Regions from separate parts of the Mus musculus genome. Here regions 1 and 2 are each linked to region 3. The links are chromatin contacts, called in public ChIA-PET and Hi-C maps. All regions are on one chromosome and are shown on one strand. The core of a region is the stretch at or near the end of the contact, and the rest is flanking DNA. Distances in the headings are between cores, read along the strand shown. Region 1 holds the start of Nyap2 (neuronal tyrosine-phophorylated phosphoinositide 3-kinase adaptor 2). Region 2 has its middle 41 kb from the start of Gm39667. Region 3 overlaps Dock10 (dedicator of cytokinesis 10).

The links. Hi-C and Micro-C count contacts between places; a contact is called where the count stands out from the background. ChIA-PET counts read pairs in DNA pulled down with a chosen protein or histone mark.
Region 1: a contact with region 3 is called in a Hi-C map of the N1E-115 cell line, with 2.0 times the contacts expected there. The contact joins the promoter of Nyap2 here to the enhancer-like site in region 3. A contact is called at or near these places in 1 of 484 Hi-C or Micro-C datasets (the N1E-115 cell line), 1 of 115 datasets of contacts at active chromatin or transcription factors (large pre-B cells) and 1 of 9 other capture datasets (pancreatic islet).
Region 2: an RNA polymerase II ChIA-PET map of memory CD8 T cells shows a contact between it and region 3, with 72 read pairs. The contact joins two enhancer-like sites. A contact is called at or near these places in 1 of 39 promoter capture datasets (liver) and 2 of 115 datasets of contacts at active chromatin or transcription factors (effector CD8 T cells and memory CD8 T cells).

What each region holds. Positions count from the first base shown.
Region 1 is chr1:81,075,911-81,079,809 of GRCm38.p6, forward strand. Nyap2 (neuronal tyrosine-phophorylated phosphoinositide 3-kinase adaptor 2) reads left to right here and starts at 1,497. Exons shown (of 7, transcript NM_001356397.1): 1 at 1,497-1,983.
Region 2 is chr1:80,380,066-80,383,888 of GRCm38.p6, forward strand. It overlaps the pseudogene Gm6189. Among named protein-coding and RNA genes, the nearest start is that of Gm39667, 41 kb to the left of the region's middle. Within about 2 kb of position 1,451, at least 27 of the 459 cell types and tissues checked have an H3K27ac peak or open chromatin away from gene starts, as enhancers often do. A contact at or near this core is called in memory CD8 T cells, where this site is marked.
Region 3 is chr1:80,728,909-80,732,528 of GRCm38.p6, forward strand. The region is part of intron 1 of Dock10 (dedicator of cytokinesis 10); the gene reads right to left. Among named protein-coding and RNA genes, the nearest start is that of Dock10, 28 kb to the right of the region's middle. Within about 2 kb of position 1,968, at least 34 of the 459 cell types and tissues checked have an H3K27ac peak or open chromatin away from gene starts, as enhancers often do. A contact at or near this core is called in the N1E-115 cell line and memory CD8 T cells, where this site is marked.

The DNA of each region.
Region 1 (3,899 bases), core at 247-2,746, 350 kb after region 3:
AATTTCTTCCCATCCTTTCTTCATTCCTTTACTTCCTTTTTCTTCTTGTCTTATCATAATATACAATAAGATCCTGAAATCATCATATCCATACAACATATTTTTTAAAATATATTTTTGTCATTTACTCTGAGGAAACACAAGCTTAAAAACTGAATATGTCTGTCTGTCTGTCTGTCTGTCTGTCTCTCTCTCACACACACACACACACAAACACAAGTACATAAATATATTGTGTATGTGTGGGCAGAAGTATATACACACGTGTCAATCACAGTGCATAGCATAAGCTATATGCATAGATTCAGTGGAATATTAAGAAAAGAATCTAGAGTCTCTTTGGGGAAGTCAAGAAATACAATGACTTTAAATCATTTCTGCAGTGAGTCTAAAGGAGATCGGAGCACATATGCCGTAATCACTGTACATTTGATTTTGGTTAAAATGTTATAGTACAAGTGAGACCTTTGTTCTGTGTACGTGCCCTGTGCACGTTCCAAGTGGGCTAGTTTTATTCTCATGCCATGGGAGCAGGTGGCATGAAGCTGTTTTGATGAGGTTAAAAGGCTCCTCCCCCCATTCCGCAAGCAGCAGCCTGAAGTACGTCAGCAGTAATTGTGTGCATGGCTCTCCCGTGCAGGATGGGTGGAGGCAAAATTGATATCAAATAAGGGCATCAAACTGAGATCTGAGAGTTCCGTTTAAGTTGTTACTCGTTTTTATTAGCCCCACCAGAGTGAAAACCTTATAACTTAAATATCCTCCATACAAGAACAATAATTCTGATAGATTTCAATTTTTTTTTCTCCAAAAAGACTGATTTCGTGCTCTGTAGTGGATGTAAATGAAGAGGTTTCTTTATCCTCATTTTCTTTTATTATTGATAAATCAGACTTTAGTTCAATTAGATAAAAGAGAGAGGTTCTCTTGTTTGGACTTGAGGCCTTTAATGAGGATGGGAGCCCCTGGGGAGCCGAAATCGGTTCTGCTTTGGGGGTTTCTTGCCATTTCTTTAGTCCTTCTTTCCTTTCCAGTGGGCCTAGGGTGTGGGAACTATCCAAGGTGCTAGGATTCTGGCAGCTCTGCTGCTCAATGCAGGCAGATTGCAGAAGCTGAGATTACCGCTTATTTGAGAAGGTACGTTCTTTGTTTCAGAATCCCTGATTAATCAGCAGCAGCAGCAGCATCAACAGACTAAGGCAGCTGGAGAGAAGAGAGAAAGAGGGAGGGACGGAGGAACGGAGGGAGGGAGGGAGGGAAGGAGGGAGAGAGAGAGAGAGAGAGAGAGAGAGAGAGAGAGAGAGAGAGAGAGAGAGAGAACACACCAGAGCCAGCCAGCGCAAGCTGGTTGTCATGGGGGAGGGACGATGCTACCAGCCAGGCTTCTCCAAACCTTCTGTATGTATGCAAGGAGAAAGAGCATCTCTGGGGCTGAAAGGAGACATTTAGAGAGGATGTGTCTGATTTTTGTTTCCATTTATTTTTTTTCTTCACAGAACATGATCAAATGAGGTACCTTAGCCAGCTTGGTGACTGCTTCGGGTCTTGTAATCATCTGTGTAGCAAAGTGGGTAAAATCATTCAGTTTCGTCCCTGCTGGACCTGGAAGGAGAGGGGCTGTGCGCTCATCCCCACCCATTAGCTATGCCCTCTTTTCTCCGAATGTCGATTTAACGAAGCAAGCACCTGTCTTCTGCCACTGCCTCTTCCTTGCAAACTTTAAAAGGCATTTTATCCGATAGAAAGAACAACGAAAATGCTCTGATCTCTAGTGATGAAGAATCTTGGATTCGACACTTTTCACATCCAGATATAATGCACTTTAATTGAAGAAATACTGAACTGAACCTACAAGTCTCTTTCTTATGGTGCTGGATTACTCCTCCCGAACTGCCCCGAGACCAGCCCTGAGAGAGGGCTCTGACAGACCCAACTCACCTCCTGACTATTCCACTTAGTTCTCCCCCGGGGACTTAATTTTTGGTATGTATCTCATTTTTCAGATTCTATAAGCATGCTAATTGAATCTAGAACTAAGGAGAGGAGGCAATTGATTATGAAATGGGATGAATTTTAGTTAGGGATACTTAATGCTGAAGTTTGCATGTTTTATTAGGTGGAGCAGAAATAAAGCTGCAACACGGGCATCCACACTGTTAGTGAGCCCCTGGCTATTTTTAATCCCGTACCCACTTCGTGATTACCATGGAAATGGTAAATGGATTTTCATTAGTAAAATAAGCCATGTTGAATTATTAAAAGAATTGGAAGTATTTCCATGTCATTAATTACTATTCGCGTTGTGCTTGCTGCTATTTATCTTAATTCCATATCATAAATATTTTACAATAGGCTCAGTTCACTGGTGTCAGCAGTGAGAGCCCAGTTTTGCATTTTCAGAAAGAAAGATATGTACTCTACCAAAACATTTCCAAATTGCTAGATATACTTTGAAGGTGAAATTGCTTATTTCTGGCTGATTCCAAATAGACATTTTTTTCCAGAAAATGTGTTTAAATACAAGCCAATATCTGGAAGGTGTCCTTAGTCTTACCAAAATGTACATCTGCAGTAGAACTTTAGGTGGCCTTGCTTAACTTGGGACATGTACTTATTTCATTGAAATAACTCCAGTATAATTTTTCAATCTACCCAGGAGTATTTTCAATACTTGGAATATTGGCACATCTGGGAAAATATTGTATTTTAAAATGTTCATTTTTACTGAAGAATACTAAAGTTGTTTTTGTAGTAAAGTAGTACATTTACTTTTCTAAATGTAGTGAAAAATATAAAGGTATTTAATGGAAGAGATTAAAGGGTGTAATTATGATAAATTTAGTATCTATGAATTTATATTCAATTAGCAGAGAGTAATAAAATAGAGAGCAAGAACAAAAACTCAATCTCCTAAATTTTCATATTTTGGCTATGCTCCAATTCATTGATGTATTATAAAGCATCAACTTAACAAAGAGAAAACAGGAGTCAGACATGTACAAATGGTTTTGTTTTTCTTTGGAAAGTAGAACATACTTTTTTTCTAATATAAAAGATAATTTATATTAGGCAAAAATATAATATAAAAAGATAATTCTGTGAAGGACATTTAATAGTTAGGGAATTGTGAAAACAGACCTTTGAAAAATACTACAACTTTGCAAAAGACTAGAAGAGTTGTGAAACTTGAATGGTTTGTAAAGTTGTGTAGAAGTGTCAAAATCTCAGGGTAAACAATGGTGCCTATTGTTTAAAATCAATCAGTCAGTCATAGACTCCCAACTCAATTAGATGGCTCCCACTCTAGATCCAGTCAGCAATTTATTAAAGTCACTGTATCTGCTTTGCAAATACTGCCTTGTAAGCGTCTGGAACCAACTGGCCCAAGGCTCCACAAATTCCCTCAGCCACTGGCTCTTTGCTTGAGCCTCTGATATAAGAGAGGATATATGCAATGTTTTAAAACCTTTGGTAAAAGACACCATGACAGGCTAGAAGTTAGGGAAATGGCTGGTACATGATTTTATTGCACTTGTATGATCTATGCCCACTTCCCAATTTGGGGGAGGGAAATGGAGGAGAAAAACTCACTGCAAAGAAATCTGCTTTTGAGGAAGAAGTAATCAACGCCTTTGTAGTTACTCCTGCAGGCTTTCTTGGTGGTAACTTCTTTCCCCGTTTTGTGCAGAACAGCTGCATTTTGAGACCACTGAGAGTGAGAATATGCACATGACCATGTGTGGGATGGGAAACAGAATTCCAAGCACAGATCAAAATATCTGACACTAGTATCTGATAGCCTTAAGACTCTCATTGCAAAGACAAATGGACATCATTGGCATGGCTATGGGTCTTAACTCTGGTATCTAGTTTTGAAGTCCTACTCTGAAGTTCAATTT
Region 2 (3,823 bases), core at 201-2,700, 350 kb before region 3:
CCAGATTAGGATCACTGGTGAGCCTTCCAATTCTGGATTGTAGTTCATTCCAGATATAGTCAAGTTGACAACCAGGAATAGCCACTACAGGCCACTTTGAAGAACTGGAGAACAACAGGACCTGGGGCTCTGGGGTTTTCTGAAGTTATATGTTTCTGTTTCTAGTATGTATTAGTGTTCATATCCATAGGACATTTACATGTTATACACACACACACACACACACACACACACACACCCCTAAACAGATATAAGAAATTGGCTCATGTGGTTAACGAAGCTGACAAGTTCTGGGGTCTGCTGGGAAAGTCGGCACACTGGAGACCGGGTAGAGCTGATACAGTCTTTATGCTGAGAACAGTAGACTAGAAACCCAAGTGAGTCAATGTTTTGGATGTCGATGCTCCAGTTAAGAGTCTATGGAGGAAGAATTCTTTCTTACCCCAAGGAGGGTCAGTCAGCCATTTGCTGGGGTTGCAATGCTTTTATTTGTACACACAACAGACTAAACTTTTTTGTTTTCTAAGAAAATAGAGATCTTACTAATGTAAGTAACTGCATAAACAAAAATATTCAGCTTTCTTAAGAAAAAAAAAACTTAGTCATCTGCTGTTTGCATGCAATGTCCTAATTACAAATTATTTTTAAAATCTCATTATAAAATGGAAAAAAAAGGAGCATTTTTCTAAAAGCATTATGTTATTTAGGCTGAGTCCCTTATGGTCACCAAAAGCTGAAAAAGGAAAAAGCTAGTTAAACAGTAGAAATGACTTAACAAATCTCTGGCTTCTAAAGGATGTTCTCTGAACTGCCCGTGGGCGTCCACTGTGTTCGGATCAAGCTTTCTAAACTTTCATGGAATGGAAGCAGGGCTTATTTAGGGGGAGCACACCATTTTGCAAAAGTGAATTGCGGTAGTGACAGAGTTTTTATTTGCAAGCGACTTCTTTCTTCCCTTGTAAAAAGATCTCATCTTTGATGTGTCTTTAAGAAAGTCAGAAAACACAGATGAACCTGAGAAAGCTAATACTGTCCACCACATCTAGGAGACACCTGACAGTCTTTCGATGATTTATCTTAAGAGGATCCTTGGTCCTGTGAAGGCTCTGTGCCCCAGCAGAGGAGAATGCCAGGGCCAGAAAGCAGGAAGGAGTCGGTGGGTTGGGGAACAGGGGGAGGGAGGAGGGGATAGGGGATTTTCGGAGGGGAAACTAGGAAAGGGGATAACATTTGAAATGTAAATAAAGAAAATATCTAATAAAAAGAAAAAAGAAGCTGGGCATGGTCGCGTATGCCTTTAATCCCAGCACTCAGGAGGTAGAGGCAGGCAGATTTCTGGGTAAAAAAAAAAAAAAAAAAAAAAAAAACGCAGGAAAAAAAAGTGTGAAAAAGTGTGGTTTTTCTTTTCCGTTGATTCTGCACAGGAAGCTCTGGTTCTCACACTTGCAAACAGTCATTTCCCTAACTGAGCTATGTCCAGCCCCCTGCTGTCTTTTAAATACCAGTTGTTAAGGAGCTGAATAGGGCAACCCTTAAGCACTAAAAAGAGAGATTTCTTTGTTTATGAAAAACAAATGAACAAAAACAATTATTATATTCTCAGGAAAATATCTCTAAACTGGAAACAAGTGACTCACAAATGATGACAAGAGTTAAATGTTTACATGTTATATTTGCGTTTTATAGCTAAAACTCTCTTTATGATGCACATGCCTATGGGTATGTTTTGAAGGTGTTGTAGCTAGTGTTGCCATCTCTGTTCAGAACCTTTTTGGCACCCTGTAGCAATTAGCAGCAATTTCATGGGTTCCTTCCCAGGTCCTGATAACTACCAATTGAATGTCTTTCTCTGGATACTGACCTATTCCTGCAGTTTATATAAGTGGTAGTACACAACCATGGCTTTTCTGCTCCAGCATGTCTCTCTTTAAAAAAAAAAATCTAATTTTTTTATTAGGTATTTTCTTCATTTACAAATGCTATCCCAAAAGTCCCCCATACGCCCCCCCCCCACTCCTCTACCCACCCACTCCCACTTCTTGGCCCTGGCGTTCCCCTGTACTGGGGCATATAAAGTTTGCTAGACCAAGGGGCCTCTCTTTCCAAAGATGGCCGACTAGGCAATCTTCTGCTACATATGCAGCTAGAGACACAAGCTCCGGGGGTACTGGTTAGTTCATATTGTTGTTCCTCCTATAGGGCTGCAGACCCCTTTAGCTCCTTGGGTACTTTCTCTAGCTCCTCCATTGGGGGCCCTGTGTTCCATCCAATAGCTGACTGTGAGCATCCAATTCTGTGTTTGCTAGGTCCCGGCATAGCCTCACAAGAGACAGCTATATCTGGGTCCTTTCAGCAAAATCTTGCTGGCGTATGCTATGGTGTCAGCGTTTGGAGGCTGATTATGGGATGGATCCCCAGGTGTGGCAGTCTCTAGATGGTCCATCCTTTCGTCTCAGCTCCAGCATGTCTCTTAGGGTAATGTTCTCATTTCATTTAGCCTGGCACACACCTTTAATCCCAGCACTCAGGAGGCAAAGGCAGGCAGATTTCTGAGTTCAAGGCCAGCCTGGTCTACAGAGTAAGCTCCAGGACAGCCAGGGCTATACAGAGAAATCCTGTCTTGGGGGGGGGGGGGGAGGGAAAGAAAAAGAAAAAAAAAAAATCAAGTTTCATCTATGTAGCAACAAATCAGCTCTCCCTTCCTTTTTATGTTTAGATAATATTCTGAAGTGTTACATTTTACTCATACATTCAGCAGTCGATTCTTTCTACTCTCCAGATGTTACAAATAATACAGCCAAAACAGTTTACAAGGTTTCTTTGTTCATTAGTTTGTTTGTATAAAGTGTCTTAGTATTTGTGATGTACTTTCAAACCTCTTGTCTCACTGGCCCTCACAAATACTGTGTGGAACAAGACAGTCTCATTTATTTTATTTTATTTTATTTTATTTTTTTCAATCTGACATGATTCTTTCAAACCGGCTATCTCAGTTGTTTTATTGTTGCCCCTCCTCCCACACAGTGCGACAAAGGACATCAAGAGCACCAGAAGGAGGGCGTCAGAAAGCCTCTGGGGACAGGAATCTCCCTGCGTTGCAGACACTTCTCCAAGAACTGCTTGAGACGTATGAAAGAGCCCATCTGTCCTGAGCTCGTGATGGCCTCAATTCTGGGCAAGTAGTCCTCTTGGATGAAAAGTATCATCTTCCAGAACTGGACCTGGTTCTGCTTCATGAGGGCGTTCCCACACACCTCCAAAAAGTCAAACAGGAGAGTGGCTGTTACACCTGAGAGAGGCTCCATGTTTAAGATCTGTGCCAACCAGCGCCAGCCATGATTTAAGCCATGAGGATGAACCTCCTGCCGGTTTGCATATGGCCACTGGAGCTGGATGATGGCGGCATACAAACGGATCATCCCAGACATGCGTTTCAGAAAGCTTTCCTGCCGCTCAACCTTGGAATCCACAACTTGATAGCCAAGCATCCGTTGATAATCCTCCAAAGCCATCCCTTCCTTGAAAGCTGGGTAGAAAGGAACGGAGTATGGACACTTCTTGTGGAGATGAGCAAGAATGAGGTCTCCCACTTTGGGGTGGAGCATCCAGATACCAGAAGCCACCGCCGCAATGGGGAATGCCGCTTCGTGGTGAGAGGCCACTTCCTTCTCCCCTTGTTTCACAAATTTCTCTGCCAGTTTGTACTGGACAAAGTCCAGCCCCTGAGGGTTAAGAGTGACAGACACGGAACGCCCTCCAGATTGGACAGGCTTTCCCGAGAGCAGACTGTGGAGCTTATCAAAGACCTCCTTCAGCTTTGAAC
Region 3 (3,620 bases), core at 718-3,217:
GGAGGCAGGGTTTCTTTTAGACCACAGCTACAGTACGTATAGTCTATCAATGAGGGGAACAAGAGGCAGCCGTGACCACTCTGTGAGAACGAAGTTTCCTGAGACTGTTCTTCACATGGTAATGACTGACCAGGAAACAGAAAATAGAAAACTATAGCCCTCAATATCTTTCTCCACTGGCCTATCTCTGCCGGATAGGACCTATATCCCAAAGGCATCGCAAGCTCCCTGAGTGGCACCATTAGATGGGAAACAAGTTTGCAAATGCCTGAGCCTGTGGGGAACAAGGTATAGTCAGACCCTAAGACTTACATATCATTCGCATGTCTTCCCTGCCCATTGTCTCCTCTGGGTACACATCTCTACATCAACCAACTAGAGAGGATACACACAGATCAAACACCCAGACAAAGGTGCTGGCCACCACTATACATGCCTGATGCAAGTTTTTTCTAAAGGTGAAAATTTTAGCATTCGAGTCAGATGGTTTGCATGGTTCAGGAAATTAACATTTTAAACAATGGATTCAAATTGAGTATAATGCTTAAAGTGTGAAGAGTGCATCCAGAAAAAGAAGTGTTGTACATTAGGAGAGCGAGGCAGACTCTGAAGCAGGACTTTCACAGTCAAGCTGAAGTTCCCCGGGCTATTTTCTTCCCAGCTGGTGTTCACCCCATATTAAACACACCAGCTCCACTATCCTGATGCTCTGTTCTTCTCTCCTGGAAACAAAATCCAAGGCCTGGAAAATGGATCAGTCAACCACCATGAAGGGACATCACAGAAAACATTTCAGGTTTTGGAAGACAGGCCCAGGAAGACAGGGCACTGACTTGCTGCAGGGCACTGTTCTCTGTGGTGGGAAGTCTGATATGGTCTTTGTCTCAGAAGATGCCCCACTCAGAAGATGCCCCACTCAGAGTCTTATCACAGCAAGCTGGTCTTAGTGAATCACCAGCTTAAAGACTTCACAACAATGAACATTAGTTGAAATAAAAAGGCATACAATGATAATGATGTAGTTGTCAAAAAAATCTTGTAGCTATATACAAAGTAGAAAAGATAGACATCTAAACTCCTTTTCTTGCTCCTGAGAGGAAAGACCTCAGAGGCCCCAACACAAACATACCAACTAGGGGTATTCAGTTCAGATATCCTTAAAGTGGCTACTTTCTTATCTGCCAGAGAGGAAATAAAAAATTGAAAATCAGGTTGACCTAACATATACAGAATAACTTATAGCTTAATTCTTTAACTTATAGAAATAGTTTAATTCTTTCTTTTCTTTTCTTTTTGTTTTTTGGAGGCAGTTCTGCAACATATTTGACATTAATCAGGTTAGTTATCATACCCCTTGACCGTCTGTAGATTTCTGAATGTGGTAACAGGTATGTAAATTTTTAAAGTGTTTTAAATATTGAGGTCAAGGCCACCAGTGACCATGGTGCTCACTGGAAGTCATTGCTCACCGGAAGTCATCTGCGGTTATGACTGCAGGACCTGTGTGGTTTCCTTTTGCAATAAAATATTCATATTAGAGGTTTTAATGTTGATTAAAAAAAACCTTTAAAACAGAACACATTTTCAATAATCCTGGGTTTCAAAGAGAAGGCTTGCAACTTCTGTAAAGAAACTCAGTCATGTCAAAAGCTGAGCGAGAAGCTGGAACATCAGGCAACTAATGGGGACACCATATCTGTACACAAGGTACCACAGGCCTAACTTATTCTGAAAGAAAGCTGCAGAAAGCTGCAGCTGCTGTGGGGCAGAAGTTCCTGAAAGTCCGGCCAAGACTCAGCCATAGACTGCTTGCTCAGATGGGTGAAGTCCTAGGCTCTGTCTTCAGATGTGGGAAAGTAAAGAGAGACAGAATGAAAACAATATGAGCCATTCACAGGATGTGCCCAAAGAGAAAACCGCAGCAGGGCTGACTCTGTGCAGCCATACACGGCCCAGCAGAAGAGTAACAAAGTTCCTGCTAAATCCACTAGGCAGGAAGTACAAGTAGGACCTGAAGGTGACGTCGCATGGTACAACCTCATTGCTACCAAGAACAATCCAGTATTAGTAGGCCTTGTGTCCAGATTTCTCAGGAAATACTCCATTTATTCAGACTTGCTGTTCATAAGCAGGATAAAACCGCTCCCTTCAGTTACACAAAAGGGGACTTGGAATACAGACATCAGGATTTGACACGGGTTATGTTGAAAGCTAATGGTTAAAGACCCTCCGTCTGGGTTTTATAATTACTCTGATCCAAAACATGATGGACAGCCATCAGACTTGATTCCTTCACAGCAACTGGAGACAAGAGTTATTCTGAACAACGCTTTGGTTTTAAAAAGAGGTCTGGAAAACATTTGCAGGCATGCCTGTGCACTAGTACGGGAGAATGCATACAGCAACCAAAAGACGTTCCTAAGTTCTTTCCAATTCAGCCATAATGTCATGCTGAATTCCATCTGCCTCCACTTTACTTGCAAATTAAAGACAATTCCTTAATCCTTTAATGTATTTATAAGGTAACATGTGTTTTCTCTGTTTTATACTCCATGGCTGAAAAACCAGAATGTCAAGAGGACTCTAATTTTACATCAGATAAGCCAAACGAGTTTCTGGAACATACCAAAGCTGACAATTGGTGCTCACTTATCTCATTCAATACCTGTAACGAATTACTATAATAATGTGAGCCATGGTGGAGCAGTGCTCTGCAGACAACGCAACTCATCCCTTGTCTTTTAAAAATAATCTTCGTAAAACACACACACAAATTAGCTGTGGTGACTATGGCCTCCATTTTTACCGAAAGAAGGTTGCAGCTGTTTACGGTTCTGCTGTTAAAGGACATCACCTGGAAGCCCTGGACATGCAAGAAAGCATAGACATGTAGTCTCCTGACCAGCTACAATAGGGTTAAATGAAATCTCAGTCCTGATCAATACCTGGAGTTAACTCACATCAGACACTGTGCACTTCATTGTCTTGTTAAGATCAAACTCTTCTTCTTTCTACCCCAAAAGCAGAATGTTTAGCTCTCAATAGAAAAAGAACCTGGTGGATGAAGGGGATCAGCAGAGTCTGCTAACTGCAAATATCCCTTGATTTCTCAGAAGTAGATTTATTGTTGCTTTTATGGGATACTCGAGTGGTGGCAATTCTTGCCAATCTCCAAAATAGGTCTCTAGTTTCTTTATTCTCTTTTCTGTGGACTTCAGTAAGCTGCCACTTAGACAATAGCAAAAATTTAGTAATTCAAAATTTCCCAGAGGTCAGCCAGAATAAAAAAATATTATTTGTAGTAACAAATATGAAATACAGCTTAAAGGCTCAACAGAGGGGGAAAAATGTCGACAGCTGAAGGAAAAAATTCCCCATATTAATTGTACACTTTAAACTGTCTTATTCTTTGTCACTAGGAATATTTTATGATGTCATTTATTCCCTAGGCATAGCAGATGTCAGGGCAGTCCAAAAACTTTTCTTAAGTATCTTTTGGAATTAAAGAAAAATTTTGAGATAGAATTTTGGATAATTCTTTGTTTATAAAAAGTTTGGTTGGTTAAAAAAATTCAATTATTTGGAAGAATGTTCTCTATTAGAGGTTTTTAAAACTTAAA